3 separate regions of the Mus musculus genome follow, and all the other regions are linked to region 3. Evidence: chromatin contacts called from public promoter capture Hi-C data. All regions are on one chromosome and are shown on one strand. Each heading gives the region's core, a stretch centred on a gene start, on an enhancer-like site or on the middle of the called end of the contact. The rest is flanking DNA. Distances are from core to core; before and after follow the strand shown. Region 1 holds the start of Aldh3a2 (aldehyde dehydrogenase family 3, subfamily A2). Region 2 holds the start of Fam83g (family with sequence similarity 83, member G). Region 3 holds the start of H3f4 (H3.4 histone).

Evidence for each region. Promoter capture Hi-C pulls out the DNA fragments that hold promoters and counts their contacts.
Region 1: a promoter capture Hi-C map of pre-B cells shows a contact between it and region 3, with 5 times the contacts expected there. The contact joins the promoter of Aldh3a2 here to the promoter of H3f4 in region 3. A contact is called at or near these places in 2 of 39 promoter capture datasets (liver and pre-B cells).
Region 2: a promoter capture Hi-C map of liver shows a contact between it and region 3, with 7 times the contacts expected there. The contact joins the promoter of Fam83g here to the promoter of H3f4 in region 3.

What each region holds. Positions count from the first base shown.
Region 1 is chr11:61,265,672-61,269,543 of GRCm38.p6, reverse strand. Aldh3a2 (aldehyde dehydrogenase family 3, subfamily A2) reads left to right here and starts at 2,358. Exons shown (of 10, transcript NM_007437.5): 1 at 2,358-2,690. The coding sequence starts at 2,538.
Region 2 is chr11:61,682,519-61,686,369 of GRCm38.p6, reverse strand. Fam83g (family with sequence similarity 83, member G) reads right to left here and starts at 1,960. Exons shown (of 5, transcript NM_178618.3): 1 at 1,315-1,960. The coding sequence starts at 1,836. All of the region lies in intron 9 of Slc5a10 (solute carrier family 5 (sodium/glucose cotransporter), member 10), which reads left to right.
Region 3 is chr11:58,959,605-58,963,591 of GRCm38.p6, reverse strand. It overlaps H3f4 (H3.4 histone), which reads right to left and starts at 1,881. Exons shown (of 1, transcript NM_001318003.2): 1 at 1,319-1,881. The coding sequence starts at 1,780. The coding sequence ends at 1,370. It also overlaps a transcript of Trim17 not described here.

The DNA.
Region 1 (3,872 bases), core at 1,109-3,608, 2.3 Mb before region 3:
TAGCTGCCCAGGAATTCTCTATGCAAACCAGGCTGGCCTTAAAATCACAGAGATCCACCAGCCTCTTCCTCTCAAGTGTTGGGATTAAAGATGTTCATCACCATGCTGGTATATTCTTAAGGCAGCCCTCAGTTTCGTTCTCGGGAAGAAAAGCAGCTTTGTTGCCACTCTGATCAACTTGCCCTAGGTAATATAGATTCCTGTTCTAGTTCACACTAGAATTCTACGACTTATATGTCATAGAACACGCCTCAATTTATCTTCTATAGCTCATACTCACACAATGCTTATTAACTCAAGAGTTTAAAATTGGTCACTCTCAGGTCAGATAAGAAAAGATAACCAAGCACACTCCTAAGGTGAACTCTGAGCTAATTTAAACATTGCCACACAGTGCTAGATTTTGACCCTCAGCAGCGGGCTTGCTCAGTACAGGTGATTCTGAGTTGGAGGGTGCAGGGTCCTGATTGGTTTTGTAACAGAGAAGCCTGCTCCTCTTACACTTTCTCAGCTGCAGTCCACCAGCTTCAACCATGAAACCTTCAAAGAGAAAGCTGTGCAGCTTGTTTTGGCTTGCTTCAGTAAGGGCAAAGCAGAGGTGAAGGGTGGGGTGGTCTTGCTTCACCAAGAAGCGCCTCAGATAAGCCTCAACTCACCGGCCATTGTGAAAGCTACAAAGTTGGGGAAGTTAGCTGGACACTCTAGACAGAGGACACAGAATGCCAAAAAAGCCCTGGGATAGCAATGTGCCCAAGTGTTCAGTGAACAGCAAGGAAGCCACTCTGGCTAAAACTCATTACGTGGGCAAATCCTATAAGAAGAGGCACATCCAGAGGCCAAGACTTATAGGCTTATAGAGGATTATATGGGCTTTGAATTTTATTCTCTGGAGAGTTTTGAGAGAGGGACTGACTAATAAAGGTCACCGTACATTCTGAATGTATCAGTGACGCTGAAGGGGAACTAGTCAAACCCACCCAGTTACTTCATGCAGGAAGGATTTCAGGAATAATGAAGGAAGCATGGGGGTGGAGTGGGGCGGATGGTCTCAAAGATCAGAAACTGCTCCAATGAATCTCAGCTGAAACTCATTGCAGTACTGCCCACTTCTGTGCCATTTGGAGACACTGTGACTGTCATCCTCTAGGACTAGGAGCCACCTTGTCCAAGAAATTCCTAGAGGCAGGAATATACTGACTCTCCTTCCACGATAGAAATGCCAGCACCTGCCACACTACTGAGTCCATGGGGAAACAGAAATCTTTAGTGTCCTGGTAGTCTGTCCTTCCTTCCTTCCTTACTTTCTTCCTCTGGCAGAACTTCCTGGGAGGCCAAGGAGGGAGGAGAACCTACTCTGGGCTCCTGAACTACAGAGTGTAAAACGGTAAGTACAGAGCTAAGAAGTAACAGATTCATAGTCGCCAACCAATCAAGCAAGCAGCCTATTAGAGTGCTATTGCTATATATAGTAGATATGTAGTATGGTTTGAACCACTCATTATTGGGCTCAACATATATTTTGAAGATCAAGTCAAAGAGACAGGGAACACTGTAGGAAGTATGAGTTGTTTGCTGAAGAATAATAAAAAGTTCTAATGAAATTAACTATAAGAAGTCCATTATAAGTGTAAATAGAGATTAGCATTTAAATGTGTCCTTGGGAGTCCAAGGAAAGATTGGGTGAGAGCCTTCTCTGCTCTCTACTGGTAGAATTAGATGAGTGACTGCGCGGAGAGAACTTAGTCCCAGACATTTGAATACTTTAATGGGTCAGAAAAGGGAGAAATCCAGAGATGGAAAACCTAGGGAACGCCAAGGAAGGGAAGCGGAAATGTTTCCAGAAGATGGGAAGGACAACACAAAGTGACCGCCGTCGCTGAGCAGCCCCAGATGGGTACGAAAGTCAACCATTGCTAATTAGCCTGGAGAGGAAATTTGGGAAAAAACCTTGGATGGTACGCAGTAGAGAGGATTGAAAATCAGTGTGGGCGATGACAATGCTTGTGTGTGTGTGTGTGTGTGTGTGTGTATACACTGGATTCACCTCCTTCGCGTGCGTCACCCGGCCCGCCCCACCCAGGCCCGCCCTACCCAGGCCCAGCGACTTTGCCTCTGAATCTGAGGCACTGCAGGCGAAGGGAGACTACTTCCGGCCGGGTGAGCACCCTCGGGCCTCAGTTCCTCCTCCTAGAGGACGCTTGGCTCTTTTCTGAAGCCAGAAGGACTTCTTCCGCGTCTTCGCGTGCCAAAAATTGCACCTACACACCCGGCGCCCGGGGACCGCAATCCCGCGGCTAGATTAGAGGTAAGGGGCGGGGCCTCATAGTCACGTGCAGCAGCTCAGCCAATGAGTGCGCACTTTGTCGTTAGCAGGGAAGTGCTGGGGTTTGGCCCACACCCGGGCCGGGTCTAGGCCAGTAGGCGGATAGGACCCAGCAGCGGAAAGTGGCAGTGAGCTGTGGCATCATCCATAGCAGCTCCTTACTGGTACTGTGCTCCCTCACCTGCCTCGCTCCGCGTTCTCCTCAGGCCCGGCCATGGAGCGCCAGGTCCTACGGCTTCGCCAGGCGTTCCGGTCCGGCCGATCTCGGCCGCTGCGCTTCCGATTGCAGCAGCTTGAGGCCCTGCGGAGGATGGTGCAAGAGCGCGAGAAGGAAATCTTAGCAGCCATCGCGGCAGACCTGAGCAAAGTGAGCCTCCACAGGGTGGGAGGGGCCCGATGAGCCACCTTATTCCTTCTCTGTAGCAGGTTGTTTGGTTTTGTTTATCCAGCAGTTAAGAGGAAGCAGAGTACCCTGGACTCTGGACTCTCCAGCCCCGCTTAGAGCCCAAACTGTTGTATTTGCACTCATATTGAAGTGCATACTTTACTTGGCGCCGGCAATTTCTCGTCTGCGAACGCTCTGTATAGCCTTGCCCATTTCTGCTGCGTTCATAGTCTCTTTCCTTACAATGTGCAGTTAACTCTGGATAGGCTGGATCTCAGTAGTTTGTCTGCTTGGTAGGTTTCAGCTATTTCACTCCCTGTCTTTATTTCATGACGTTAAAAGAATGGTTTCTTTTTGTTGACAGTTCTTTTTATTTCCTATAATCTTCAGCACTGAAATTCCCCATATGACTTTGTGTGACATTAATCATATACATGATTGACCTCCAGTATACAGACAATCACCCTGGGGACCTGATAAAATACAAATCCTGACTTAGTCCTCGTGAGACTGTGTCTGAGATTTCTAATGAGGGCCCAGGTGATAACATATGGCCTGTTTAGAAGCAAGCTTTGAGTACCAAGGTTTTAAGTAGTGTTCAAGGTACAACTATGGTCTGTTGTACTCTCTAGTAATATTATTTCTCCCTTTTACTTTCTATCTGTATTCCAGGCATGGTAAGACCTCTATTTTCAGATTTTCAATCAAAGACTGCTTCAAAAAGTGGTAACAGTAGTTGTAGTAGAATCTAGAAACCTTCCTTCAGAGTACTTCTGGTAAAGAGGGGCTGTGGTAATTAGTAAACAAGATAGGATAGTGAATATTAAAACTCTGTGAATCATCCACTCCTCAAACATCAGATAGTTTGTGTATGTTTGTTCATACATAGCGTTCCTGAAGAAAATATATTAAGTCCAGAATTTAAAATCTGGCTCCAAAGTAGAACATATGCAGGTGTGACTCTGGTTATAAACCAGTGCGTTAAGGATGAAGTATCAAGATGCTGCTCAAAAGCAAAGTTGCCACGGTACCTACATCGTGACTTCGGGAGGCTGTTATTAATCGGGAGGTGATGCTGAAAGGGATCATTTTTAACCCTATTTTAAAAGGCTTGGATCGGTAGTGAAGACGTTAGAGGCTCTGAATGTATTAGAGAGGAAGAAT
Region 2 (3,851 bases), core at 711-3,210, 2.7 Mb before region 3:
CCCTATCTGTCCTTATCATTGACTGGCCCTATGTCATTCTGTCTGCAGAAGATTAGAGCCTGTAGCTGTTCCCAGGCCAAGCTGGAAAGTGGACGTGGCCTCCTTCCTGCTGTAAGAGCACTGGCACAGCAGGTTGGGCCCCATTCAGTCTTTCTCCCTCCTCTCAAGGGACTGGGCTCTGCCACAGTGGGAGTCACCCCTGGCCCTTTTTAGGGGCAACAGACTCCCAACTATTCTCAGGTGTCCAGAGTATTATTCAGTCCTTCCTCCTTCCTGCCACCCAATACCCTACCATCACAATGGCTAGAGATGCAAAGTGTACCTACAGACTAGAAACCCTCAGTTAGTGGCCCCATGGACAGAGCCTCGACTCTGGGGGAAAGCTGAGCCACCTCAGCTACTGACCCACTTTTGGTCTCTGCCCAAGAGCTCCCCAGGCCCTGTCAGCCAGATCAGTCCCCAGGGTAGACACCTGGCCTTGTACACTGACTGCCTCATTCTGGACCCGGACAGTGAAGGGGTCAGACCCAGGTAGGAACACTCTCACTACCACCTGAAGACAGACCTGCTCTAGATATATCGCAACTTGCTGGGCTACCTTGCCTGTCAAATCAGGCACACCTCTGCTCATTCATGGCCACCCAGCTATGGTTTGACTGTCTGTACAAGCATTGTACACAGCTTCTCAAGATGTGTGTGTGTCAGTATGGAGCAGTCACCCAAAGCCGGGCACTGTGCAGCCCAGTCAACGGCTGTCAGCTAAGGGAATCCACACAAGGCCTGAAGAGCCTCTTGATGGCAAACCACAACCTAAGTAAATACCCTCACCTCTTCCACTGGTGAAAACCTTCAATAGGTACCACCTGCTCTGGCCTGGACAGCTGCTGCTACTGTAGCACTCAGAGAAAAGCTTGGAGAACCACCACCAGCCACACAGCACAGCTAGGAAGCAGGCAGATTTCCTCAGGGCTCCAGACCAGCCTCCACGTCTCTCCCGAGACCCCTGCCAGCAAGCTCATGTATGTGTGCAAGCTTCTATCTGCTCCTGGGTCTGAGACGAGATAAGGGAGAGTGGGTGAGAGAAAGGCCGCATTCCTCCCACACAGCTCATGGTTTGCATTTGGGGAACTCAGAAACACTCCAGGAGGGCACAGAAGCCCACTCAGCCTGGAAGCCCAGTGCCACCTGCTAGAGGGAGTGGACATTCAGCTTCTGATCACCGGAGGAGGCAACCGAGAGGCCAGTCAGAGGTCCAGGGGCTGTCTCGGTGCCCATGCGTGCTGGGTGAATGGGGGTCTCGCCGTGGCGCCTCACCTTCTGCGCCTGGCTGACCATCTTGCGCACCACTTCCTTGATGTGCGGCTGCCCGTCGATGGGTGGCTGCATGTAGACGCTGGCCCGGGTCACACCTCGGTAGGCAATGGTGTCAGGCCAGCCCAGGTCCAGCTGCGGGATGGAGCGGTCCGACTTCTGGGGCCAATACTCCAGCGAGGGCAGCGTCTCCGTGGCTGGGGGCCCGCCCGCCGCACTGGTCTCCTCGCTGGCATCCGCGCCTCCGTTGTCCTGGGGTTCGGGGCGGCGGCCCGAGACCCGCGGGTCCTCAGAGCCCGGGTCGTACACCTCGATGGCCTCCACGATACGCGAAAGCTCCAGCTCCGAAAGAAAGTCGCGGATGTTCTCGCGCTTCAGCACCTCGTAGAAGGCGTCGCGACCCCGGGCCACCAGGGCCTCCAGGGCCAGCCTCTGCTCCTCGCTGTAGAAGAACTCGGGCTTCGACTCGCTGGATCGCCAGTTCACGTGGTTGTCGTCCAGACACTGCACCTGGGAGAAGGCCATGGTGGCCCTCGCTGTGGGAACGCGGCCCGACGGGCACCGCGCTCTCAGGCTCCGGGGCCTCGGCGCCTCTGAGAACCGCACCTGAGGGAATCAGCAAAAGACCGCGGTCGGGGTCAGAGGGCGGGCGGGGGCGTGGCGAAGGAAGGGGCGTGGCGGGTAGTGTGTGGGCGGAGCGAGGCGTGGCGAGGTTAGCCAGAGCCGTCCAGGGCCGCGGTTGTCCTCTGCCTCTGTCTTGGGATCCGCCTGAGGTTCTCGGAATCCTGGGAATAAGCTGGGGCTGACGGGGACCCTCGCCCCAGTCCGGAGTAAGAGCCGGGACGCCAGCCCAAGTGAGGCTCGCAAACCCGGAGGAGGGACTTGCTTACCAAGCAGGTGGCGCCGTGCAGACCGGACGACCCGAGGAACCACAGGCGTTGGTGGTGGCACCGGGCTGGACCGCCGGTGACTAAGGGCGGTCCCGCCCACCCTGCCACCCTCACCTGGGGTCACGTGCGGCCCCGGGGGCGGAGCCGGAAGCTGATTCATCTCCTCAGACGGCGCAAGGCTGGACAATTTGCTGCCTCTAAGCCTCGTGGAAGTCTTCCTCTGCCCCCCAGTCCCGCTGGCGATCCTGGTCCATCTCTGGCCCGGTTCTGTCTTGCGGGTGGGATGCTCAGCTGTCCAGTTGTAGACTGAAGGTTGGGTCGTGGGCCGAGGCCCAGCTCCAGCTCCAACTGCTTCCACACTCTTGCTCTCCATGTGCACAGACCAGATACAGATTAGTCCTGAGCCCAACTGCTTGCTGGGATCCCACCTAGCAGAACCTGGTGCACCTCACATGCCTGAACCCTGCGCCAGAAAAGGGTAGAGAGAACCAAGCTGTGCTCAAACGCAGCTCTTGGCTGTTCCCCAGTGATGGAGACCATTAGGTCCTTATCTGAGGGCAGGATGTCAGGTGCAGTTTGGCAAAGGGCTCCTTCCTGAAGCTTCTTGTTTCAGGACACCAGGCCAATACTGCCCTGTCTTTCTAGCCTACTTACCATCTCTGGGTCAGGATAGAGCTGGTTTGAGTCCCAGTGGACCCTGGCCTTAACCTAATGAGGACAAGCTAATGGCAACATTGTACCCTCCAGACATGTCCTCACTGTTCATTTTCCAGTAAGGCCTCCTTGCCCTGCATTCACTGCTTTCAAAGCTTCAAAGCCTAGTTAGCATCCTTGGAGTCCTCACCACTGATCCCCAGACTCAAACCCTTCACCTCTAGCCTCAAAGTCCTCATCAGGCCTTACACTGGGTGAACACTGTGGTTCATACCTGCTCTTGCTTGGCACTCTTGCCCACCTCGGGCACCTGAGTCACCTCCTTACCTCCCATTCCCAAGGAGCAGAGAGGGGCAGTGATGAGTGTGAGTCTTGTACCCTCAACAAAGATGTGCTGACCCTCAGTTTATTCTCTTGTTCTTACCACTGTGGAGTTCCCGGCTTCATTAAGGAACCTGGCCCTCTGGCTGGAAGGCTCATCTGCTCCACTCAAGTCACAAGAAGCTGTAAAGAGTGAATGGAGAGGCTATTCATTTTCTCCAGTTTCATCTGATATGACTGTCTTGGCCAGAAAATCCTTTGGGCCATCCACAGAGCTGCATCAGATCTTGTGTGTGTGTGTGTGTGTGTGTGTGTGTGTGTGTGTGCGTGCGCGTGAGCGCTGGGGAGTGGGGTATACAGCCTTGTCATTATGTATAGGTTTAACAACCATTACCATCAAGATATGCACACCTCTAATCCCAGGACTTGGAATGCGTGGCAGGATTACAGAATTGCAGGCTGGAGGCCAACCAAAGCTAGCAGGATTGTGACACTGCAGAGCCCTTACTTATTAGAACTAAGCAGCCAGGTCCCCACCCCAACCTTGACAGCCATTTTCTATCTCCTAATCCCGTGGAAATGGCAGCATCATTAGCAAATTTCCAGAGTGCGGTCTAGAATTCTGGGCTGTCTTCTAGCCCCACCAACAATGTGAATGTCTTTCATGTGGCCAAC
Region 3 (3,987 bases), core at 632-3,131:
CCAATAAATAGATCAATAGGGCAAAGAGATTAGGTGGAGACTCAGGTGGGGAATGCAGGGAAAATGTGGTCGGGTTTGCATGGATTGAGGCTAGGAAAATGAAAAGGGGGCAATTTAGAAATTAGCAACTCAAAGTTGGGAGGTGGTGATCCCTGCCTTTAATTTCAGCACTCGGGAGGCGGAGGCAGAGGCAGGCTCATCTCTGAATTTGAGGCCAGAGGGAGTTCCAGGACAGCCAAGGCTACACAAACAGTCTTTAGACTCACCCACCCCCCCATCCTGCCCCCCTCTACCTCCCCTCTGCCTCCTTGCCCTCCCCTGCTCCCCCATCCCTGGGCTTGGAGACATAATGGGCTTCAAAACTCTTCAGTTGCATACTTATATTATATGCACACCCTAGGAGTAATTTATGTATTTAACATTGGCATTAATGAGTGATTCCACTACAAAGGAGAGGTAAAGTTTTCTGTGTTAACCTCACAGGCTTATTCAGGCTATTCCCCTCAGCCCTCCACTAATGCAGTTCAGTTAACCATCTCGGGTTCCTCCCAGTTTGATTTCTGATCAAGCCGGTTAGTCTCCATGCCGGTCATCTCTGAACACCACCCTTTTTGTATGGCTCAGAAGTCATACAGTACTGGACAGTATGAAAAACCAAGGCTCAGAGAATTAAACTCCAGCGCAAAACATCCTTTTGATAAGAGAGGTTCCTATTGCTTACAACTCAGGTTGAGTCAAGACAACAGCTAGACTTTCGTACCCTACAGGAATCGTTTAAGACAGGATTCTCTGGATGTGTCCCCTGGAAATATGTAAGTTAACACTTTCCTGACTCTTTTGCTGCCGCCGTTAACAGATGGGCAAAATTAACTTTAATCAAAGGCAGTTCACTGGGCTTTCCATCAGGAGAAAGGCCAACTTTTCAAGTACAGGAATAGCTAGCCTTTTTAATACCAGGCATTATGAGCCTTAAAACACAAAACATAAGTAACTTGGTTACTGAGCAGATGCGTTTGGATACTATCAACTATGCAAACATAGCACGTTTACTGCCGGTAGGAGCTACCTTCACTTGGTAAAACCAGTCAGCAACACAACCATCATCTTGTAGTACAAGGGCTCAGGCCACTATACCTATCAAGGGAAGGCAGGTTAGAATAGGACGGAGCTGCAAGTCAAATAGCTCAATGGGCAAGGATTAGCTGCTAAGCCCTCTAGACTGATCTGGGGAGACACTTCGATTGCCGGCCACCTTGTCTTCACCTCCTGAGGAGACAGGACACCTAAGTCTACGTTACAGACACTTTTTCTGACTCTGTGGGTGGCTCTGAAAAGAGCCGTTGGGTTCATGAGCGGTGCCTGTGGGAGCCTAAGCCCGTTCTCCGCGGATGCGCCGAGCCAACTGGATGTCTTTGGGCATGATGGTCACCCGCTTGGCGTGGATAGCGCACAGGTTCGTGTCTTCGAACAGCCCCACGAGGTACGACTCGCAGGCCTCCTGCAGCGCCATCACCGCGGAGCTCTGGAAGCGCAGGTCGGTCTTGAAGTCCTGGGCGATCTCACGCACCAAGCGCTGGAATGGCAACTTGCGAATCAGCAGCTCGGTGGACTTCTGGTAGCGCCGGATCTCGCGCAGCGCCACCGTGCCAGGGTGGTAGCGGTGCGGCTTCTTCACGCCCCCGGTGGCCGGGGCGCTCTTGCGGGCCACCTTCGTGGCTAGCTGCTTGCGCGGAGCCTTGCCTCCCGTCGACTTCCGTGCCGTCTGCTTGGTGCGTGCCATCTTCCTGAATCGTCCGCCTCCCTTGCTCCTCAGGTGCACAATGTGGGGGGCGAGTAGCACTGCTTTTATAGACCCAGCTACATTCCTATTGGCTGCCCACCAGGTGGCATTATGGGATGCTGCACTCTGATTGGTCCATTGGGGGATTGACTTTACACCCTGCCTCTTATATTCTCTCTGAGTGGTGTGGACTCTGGAACTGTTAGTTGCGGCTCGGTAGGAGGGCAGCGGGGTCTGTGGAAAAAACTCAAGTCGCTTTCTTGGAGCTTTTATTGTTGTTGTTAAATAAAAAAACAAAACAATCTTGCCTCGACTCCCAAGACACAAAGAACCTTCTAGAACCTTTCTGCATGCTTCCTTTATATAACAACGAGGCATAGTTTTCCTGAGTTCTGGAATACTAAAAAAACATCCACCTGGTCTGAGGACGCCCCTGGGGGCGAGGGCTGGAGGTAGCTCAGCAGTTAAGCTTAATTCCAGGACTCGGGAGGCAAAGGATGGTGGATATCTGTGTGTTTGAGGTTAGCCAGGGCTACATAGTATTAACACTATTTTTTAAAAATAGGGAGGGGTAGAGATGGAAAAAAATAAAGAGAAAAACGAAAAGAAATTGTGTCGTTTGCTGGAACAATGGAAAGAACTCAAGATCACAGTGTTAAGTAAGCTGGATCCAGGCAGGAAGAAAAGCATGGCATGGGTTCTCTAGCATGTGGAAGCTAGATTAAAAAAAAAAAAAAAAAAAAAGCATAAAAATGGGGTCGGGGTGGTATTTATAGAGAGAAAGGGACCAGAGGGAAGAGGAAAAAAAGGGGAGAGCTGGTGTGTGTGTGTGTGTGTGTGTGTGTGTGTGTGTGTGTGTGTGTGTGAAGTTATCAAAATGAAACCCATTACTAAGCACAGTTAACGTACGTTAATTAAAAAAAAAAAAAAACTAGAAGATATGACTCAAAGAACAGTAGTCCATGCTTATAACTTCAGTACTCGGTAGCTGAATCAGAAGGATAATAATTTTGAGGCTTAGAGTACACTGAAATGACGCTTTATCAAACAAAATAAAACATCTTTAGATCTGAAAGAAAATTAGGAAAAAAAAAAAAAAAAGGATTTCTGAAGCAAAGGCTTTCAAGGATAACATGGGCTGTATTCAAGGATTCCCCCAAAGGTCACAATCAGGGTATCAAACAATAGTAATAATGATTATTTAGATCACGTCAGAGGATGAGAAATGTCGTCCACATAATTTCAAAAAACGTGAGTCCAGAAAAGGATAGAAATCAAACTGTGGTGCATCTTTACGGATTTGGTTAAAAAATAGAACTCACTGACAATCATGGTGTTTTGCTTCCAAACGTGTATGTGTAGTTTAAACTGACGCCGGTGAACGCCAAAGCGGGGAATCCCGAGCCCGTGCCTGCGGTGTGCGGTCGCGGGTAGGCGCTACGCCAACCGGAGGACGTGGGTCGTCCATTGGTGGTGCCCAGGAACCGGGACGTCCCGGCCCGCGCCACTCTCTAGTGCCAGCTTATGGATACAGTGACAGGGAAAATAGCTTCACGTTCAGAAAGAACCGAAACTCTTGCCTCTGGGAATGTACGACCCTGTGAGACATCGGCGACACACACAGGGCTTGAAATTCTGAGGGAGCCAGGGAGGAAGGAGCTGTCCATCTTGCACCTCACACAGCCAATTGGATCAGTCAGAGCTTTTGGACTGACCAATCAGAAAACGCCCCCGAGCATGCCCATGCTCCGGAGCCGGAGAGGGCAAAGCGCGTCGCTTCTCCAGCACCCAAGGCCGAGGTGCCCATCAGAGGACGCGGGAAACCTTCTCTACACCCCGGTGCTCACGCTCCCACACTCCCGCACCCCCAAACCTCGGCAAGGCCAGACTACAGCTGTCACCGCGTTGGTTCCCGAGCTGGGCGCTGCACCTATGGAAGCCACTGCTGTAATCTTAATTTTTTTTTTTTAATTTCTTTTATTTTATTTCAACTAGACTGCGCCGAGCTTCCCAGAGAAGTCACACCATACAAGGCTGGATGTAATGCAGAGCAGCGTCTCAAAATCTGAGAAGGATCTTCTTTCCTTTCTGGAGCCTGTAGTTTTCTTTCCCTATTAAATTTCCCCCATTCATTATTCGATCTGCACCTATGCCTTGTGGGAAAGGATCAAATGAAGGTTTAGTGTTAGGGGTGGAAGATGGGGGCG